Linked DNA regions of Anas platyrhynchos: region 2 is linked to region 1. A link is a contact called in public Hi-C data. All regions are on one chromosome and are shown on one strand. Each heading gives the region's core, a stretch centred on a gene start, on an enhancer-like site or on the middle of the called end of the contact. The rest is flanking DNA. Distances are from core to core; before and after follow the strand shown.

Region 1 (2,998 bases), core at 369-2,868:
TTGGCCATATATTTGAATATAGTTAGATAGTTACAAACCACGTTTATCTCCCTCTCAGTGAAATACTTTATAATAAGGGTTTCATTTCTTCCACTGAAACTCTTAACTGCTTAGAGAGCTGTTGACTCTTGTGCACTGTGTAAGGTTCACTCTCATCCGATTATGTTCCTGCTCTCCTGCTGACAGCTTCCATGTTACTGTTCCAGCTTTTCTCTGCCTCCCGGATCCCACGTGTTAGATATAAGTGACTGGTCCGCTGCCCAGCAGTGCTGAGAGCTGGCACTTGGAGCAGCAGGGCAGCTGTGGCACTTGGCAGCTGGAGCTGTGTGCTGGGCTGCAGGCTCTTCTGCAGCTCGAGCATTTCAAGCTGGTCTTGTTCGAAGATTTAAGAGAGCTGGAGAGGAAGAGGAGGAGACAGTGTCTGTGACGTGACCCACTGAGCTTCATGCACTGGGCAGTTCCTACTGTGAAACACTTGAGCTAAAAAAGGATGTTCTGACTGGGCCCAAGGTCTGTTAAAGACTTCCCTCTACATGCAAGAGACTGAGAAGTTGAGCAATTTTATTTTATTTTATTTTTACCAGTATATGGAAGAATGACTAACAATGTGAAGGAAAAGGAAGAGCCTTCTTTATGGACTATCAAAAGTCGCTCCTGACAGGAGCAAGTAATACAAGATCTCCTGTCCAAGGTGATTTTGACAAGAGTAGCTGACGGTTGGGGAATAAAAATCTCCTGGTATAAGGTTGTGTTTTGAAATCTGCCCATAAATTCAGAACAACTGTAGGGGAAATTGCAGATTTCAGGTGATAACTAGCTCATCCTCTGGAGAACAGTTTTTCTGTTCTCCCCCTGGAAAGGAAGTTCGTTCTTTAGGCTAGCTCAATAGATCAAAATACACTATTGAAATTAACCCCTTGATTAAGGGAAATAAAACGGAATTAAGTTTGCCCTCGCCTTTTTACAGCTTGAAAATGAAGGAATTGCAACAGTTGCTCAGAGTTCTGGATCAAGTATGTATAGCTCTAGTTAGGAGACTACAAAAGGAGAATGTTTGGGGCCGGAAAACTGAAACATCTCTATTAAATATAGTAGCAAATAAAGCAAGACATTAATTAGGAAAGAGGGATTATTTTTAAACCCTATCAAATTAAAAAAATATACTGTATTTAGGTTCTAATTCTCCTATTCAAGCAGGAATAACTGTACTGCATTCTGTTTTCCTTTCTAGTAAATTGCATTCAAATTTTTACGATCCTATTATTTGATAACTTTAAATAAATATCAGTAATTCCTAAGACACTAGACATTTATAACACTGCAACTAACACAAGACTTTGCAGGGGAAGATGGAAACCAATATAAAATAAATTGAGTCTCTGTGTTGATCTTTAGATTATTCAAGCCACACTTCCATTTTGTAAATGGCAAAATTAACTGCATAGCTTGTTCAAGGTCACGCAACTCCTTGCTGCAGAAGCCGATGAAGAATCCCAAGGCCCTCAACCTATATGAAGTCCTTCCTATCAGTGCTACTGAAATAATGAAGTTTAATCTAAACTGAAAGATGCACTGCCATGCTATTTCAACACAGGAACAAACATACAGCCTACTTGGATGACCCTGATTTGAAACAGTCTCAACTGTCTGGGGCATGAGCGTTTCCGAGAATGAGATTAGTGCCAGACTGGCAGCTGGATTAAATTTTTGAAAGTGCTTAACGTATAAGAACTGCCTGTGATCCTTTGTGGATAGAGAGATAGTGAAACTCACTGCCACATATTGAAATTGATTTCTCGTGTAAGCAGCAAATAGCTTTTGCCAAAGACAACACAGGCCATTCAAACAGCCACTCAGCTGGATCTCAATTTTCCTGTTTGTATGTTTTCATTAGCAGACTGTGTACTATAGAAAATAGATCACACTGCTCTGTTAAGCAGGCATCTGTTAAATAGCAGGACAGTACAGTAATAAAATCTATAGTGATTATTTACTCAGTGACAAATGTACAGAAAATATCCCAGGTATTAATTTAAAATTAGTTCCCCCAAATGCATGTGGGAATCCAAAGCTCTCTGAAATGCTTTTCTGTGGAGGTCATTGTTTCCTTTTTGTCCCTTGATGTCCAGATAAAGATACTGCTGAAAATCACACTATCGTTCTCAGGATTGCAAAGTCTAGCAAGGAGGAAATTTTCTCTTATATAGCAAGATTGAGAGTCTGTAGTGGGTGAGAGTCACCATGTTTTTCTCCTTTTAAGTCTTGGAACAAAGAGAGGATGTAGCAGTGTGAAATTCACAGCTGTAGGAACCTGAACAGTTCTCCTAAGTGACTTCTGAAACATGATTCCTTCACTAGATTGGAGCTGGCCACAAGAAGCTGCGTTTCAAAGCCAAACTATGTCACTGATCCATTTTGTAATCTTGTGCAATTTTACTTAAAAGACTAATACTTGGGTCTTTTAATGACTGTATTCTCCCACCAATCCTGTTTCATAGTTAGGCTCACTTGTCTATTTCAGTGTTTACACACTGCACTGTAGGTCTCCCAAATCGTTCCCAATATTGAGGTCTATTATAGTTTTTCTGAGTGTTTACTTCTTTAGAATCTGTTCTCAGACTTTACAGAAACTTCTGTTATAACGTAAGCAGCTGCCAACTAGGCAAGTTCATGTGAAATTGAATATGATATAGCACTACTCTGCCAGTTTCTGGAAGCTGTTTTAGATGCCCCATGTCTGTCCGTGTTCAAGAAGCACCTGAATGATGCCCTCAGTAAATATGCTTTAACTTTTGTTTAGTCCTGAAGTGATCAGGCAGGTGGACTTTGATCTATGTAGGCTGCTTCCAACTGAACTATTCTTCTTCTATACCTTATTTAAATTTTATCTCATGTTTTGCATCTAGGCTAAACATGCCCATAAGTCTGCATAAGCAACAAAAAAAAAACTTTGCGAGTCAAAGTATGTTTTCTTTATCCTGCAGCTGGGGAGGTAGTA
Region 2 (2,998 bases), core at 339-2,838, 130 kb after region 1:
GGTAACTTTTCTGATGCTGAAAATTAAGCCTTAAATAAGAACCCAGTGTCTGAAGGTCTTTGTTGCTGAACATAGTGCCTTCAGTCCACTTGTGCATGTTTCCCCCATCCCTTCAATCAGTTTTCTAAATCAGTCAAAAAACATTTGCAGGCTGGAAAATGAACAAAAAAATCTCCCTTAGAGAAAGGTGAAGATTGAATTAACTCCTAAAATACCATTTGGAAGGATGTGCTGACTTTTGCTTCTTCTGCAGACTGTAATACCTAAGCATTTTCATAGGCAAGACAATGGGGCTACATTTGTCCATTATGTTCTTGTCTGTCCTGGCAGCAGATACAGATAGCTTCTGATTGCTTCCTCTATCTGAAGGCCTCCCTACCTCAAGTGCAAAGTCAGGCTTTCTAAAACCTCTCAGCAGGACAGCAGACACCAAGTTGCAGTCAAAGATTTGGATGCTGTACATTAAGCCCTCAGGAGGTTTCTCTTTTTGCAATCATCATACCAGTAATCTGGAAAGGATAAAACAATTCAGTTTCTCAGAGAAGCCTCAAGTACAGGAAGGGAAGGACCAGAAGAATCCCTTCTCCAGTTTCGGTTACCACAAATTCCCAGAATTTGGTTTGTACGTTCATTAGGAAAAGAACTGTGTTAATCTTCCTGCAGTAGTATGTATAAGTAAAATATTCTTACAAGTACTTCTATAAAACGGTATGTCCTGTAAAACAGGAATCTCATCATTCTTGCAGAGCTTACTTCATGCATTTCTGTGAGCCTGTGTATGAAGAACTGCACGATAAAACCGATTCATTTTTAGTACAACTCAGTCTGCTGCATTGGTTTTACAGCGTATTTGTCTTTGTAACGTTAGCACACTGCTGTGTGGCAGCTTTAAGGTATTATAGCAGAGCCTGTGCACAAGAGAAGATATGTATATAATTGTAAACCAACAATAGCAGGTCTTTTTATAATGTTTTCATCTACAGTATATAAAACAAGTCCCTGATTTGAATTATTTGCTGAGCTAAATAACGAGACTAACAATATACCTAAAATAGAGAAGATCAGGCAATAGAAATACCCACAGTTTCAGTAAGGATTAAAAATTACAGATCTGTAAAAGATGCTAAAATGTAAGTAAAACAAAAAACCCCTGGCACTGATCAAAATTAGTGTCAGTCACTGATTTCTAGAACACACAAAGAGACGGTGAGTATAAATGTGTTACTTACAAGTGCTGAGGATTTTAGGGAATGAAAATGGAGACCAGGAGCTGGAGACTGCCTGCCATGCCAGCAGTGTTGATTTGGAAGCGATGGACACAAATAAACGTTCAGCAAAGCTTAAAAAACTGCAATGCAAGGCTAGCCAAAAGTGTCCATGTCCTTACCGTGCTGTGGCTGGCAGGCAATCCGTGTCTGGGAGCCTTCAGTCCCTCTAATCAGGCTCCGGGGATTTTGTTTGCAAGAGAGATTGTCCTTTAAGTGATCAGTGCAGGAAAACAGAGAAATAAAGAGAAATGAGCAAATTGTACAAGGCAAATAGCTGCAGGTCTTTAGCATGCTCCCTGCGTTTTCCTAAGCTGCATCTGCAGTAGAGAAAATATCCCAAAAATAGCTCAGGCTGCCAATGACTTGCTGAAACCTGAGAAAGAATTGCTGAATTTAAAGATCTGGGTTGCTGTGGGTGTATGATTAAAGTGAGAAATTGCTGGCAGGAAGAACCTACGATGAAACCACATGTTTAAGGAGTAACTTGTGAGTTCACTGGTATCAGAACATGAGCTGACCTCTGATTTCCCCCTCCTCCAAGCAATGCCAGTTAACCCTTCGGAGTTCAGCATGGAAGAAAGTTCTGCAACAGGAGACTGGAGAGGAAAAATGACCAAAAAAGTTCTTTTCAACTGCAACATCTCTGATGCAGTGAGACTATTTTGTAGCAGTGCCGTACTTAATAAATTTCAAAGCAGTCAGGCAAGCTGATGTTTTGCAGAGGTCTTGGAAATTGCACGGTTCTAATTTCTGAAAACCTCTGCCTTCTGTGGGGTGTATGTTAAATTCCTCCTTTAAGCCATTTGTAGTCCCACAGAGTGAAAACATTTCAGGTAACATTTTGCAGGAGAAAGGGTGCTATAACACTTTGAGAATTTTTTCTGCAAGCAGTGACTTATGGACAAAATTTCAAGAATCGCTAGAGTGTCACAGCCTCAGAGGAGACACTGGTGTCTCTGTGCTGTGCCCAGAACAAATGACAGGAGCCTAAGGACTGCTCCAGGTTGTTCTGGTCTGTAGAGGTGGCGCCTATGGATTCCCTGTGCTCACACAGATCGCTGGAGTGTAGCATCCTTCAGCCCCAGCCCTCAGCTTGCTCCCTGGCACTTTTTTATGTTACTTCCCTGATTTAGAAGAGAACAAGAAGCAGTTGGCACAAAGCTGGGTACATTGGCTTGAAGCCATTTAAGTTTCCCAAATAGTGCCAAAAGTAATCCTCAGTAACCTATTTAGGACAGTGTTAAAGCTGCCAGAGCATGGGCTAGGAGCTAGTCCCCGGTTTTCTTTGTACTGACACTGAAAAGGGAAAGAGCTTTCAGTGCTATATCTGGGTTAGGTTCAGCCACATGGGACTGGGTTATGAGAAGCTGCTGCTTTTGGAAAACAATTATGCATCTGAGAAAAAAGGCTGGATATTGCCCTTACTTCAGTGTGCGTTTGTTTTGCCATCAGATTGTCAAGTCATGCCAGACAATAATGGCATCGTAAGGAGAACAACATGGGTAATGTGCTTCAGCCACAGAGATGTGTGATCATTCCGTAGGACTGTCCACTTTAAAGGACAAGCCATGAAACTATACTTCTTTAAGAATATCAGAGCATTTTGTCTTGCAAATGCTGTGTGTATGGGAATATATTTAATATATACTAGTTGCTGTCGTTTCATGCTACAGCGAAGTTCTCTGGGGCTAAGGAGTTAGGCATTTGTCCTATGAAAATAAAGAAGTAGT

What was found. A called contact is a pair of places that touch in the nucleus more often than the background predicts.
Region 2: a Hi-C map of F1 follicle shows a contact between it and region 1, with 3 times the contacts expected there. The contact joins the promoter of AMMECR1 here to the enhancer-like site in region 1. A contact is called at or near these places in 4 of 8 Hi-C or Micro-C datasets (F1 follicle, liver, skeletal muscle and 1 more).

Annotation. Positions count from the first base shown.
Region 1 is chr10:5,654,318-5,657,315 of IASCAAS_PekinDuck_T2T, forward strand. The region is part of intron 5 of TMEM164 (transmembrane protein 164); the gene reads left to right. Among named protein-coding and RNA genes, the nearest start is that of TMEM164, 36 kb to the left of the region's middle. Within about 2 kb of position 1,619, at least 3 of the 8 cell types and tissues checked have an H3K27ac peak or open chromatin away from gene starts, as enhancers often do. A contact at or near this core is called in F1 follicle and subcutaneous adipose tissue, where this site is marked.
Region 2 is chr10:5,779,814-5,782,811 of IASCAAS_PekinDuck_T2T, forward strand. It overlaps AMMECR1 (AMMECR nuclear protein 1), which reads right to left and starts at 1,589. Exons shown (of 8, transcript XR_003499601.3): 1 at 1,388-1,589. The region is part of intron 5 of LOC110351905; the gene reads left to right.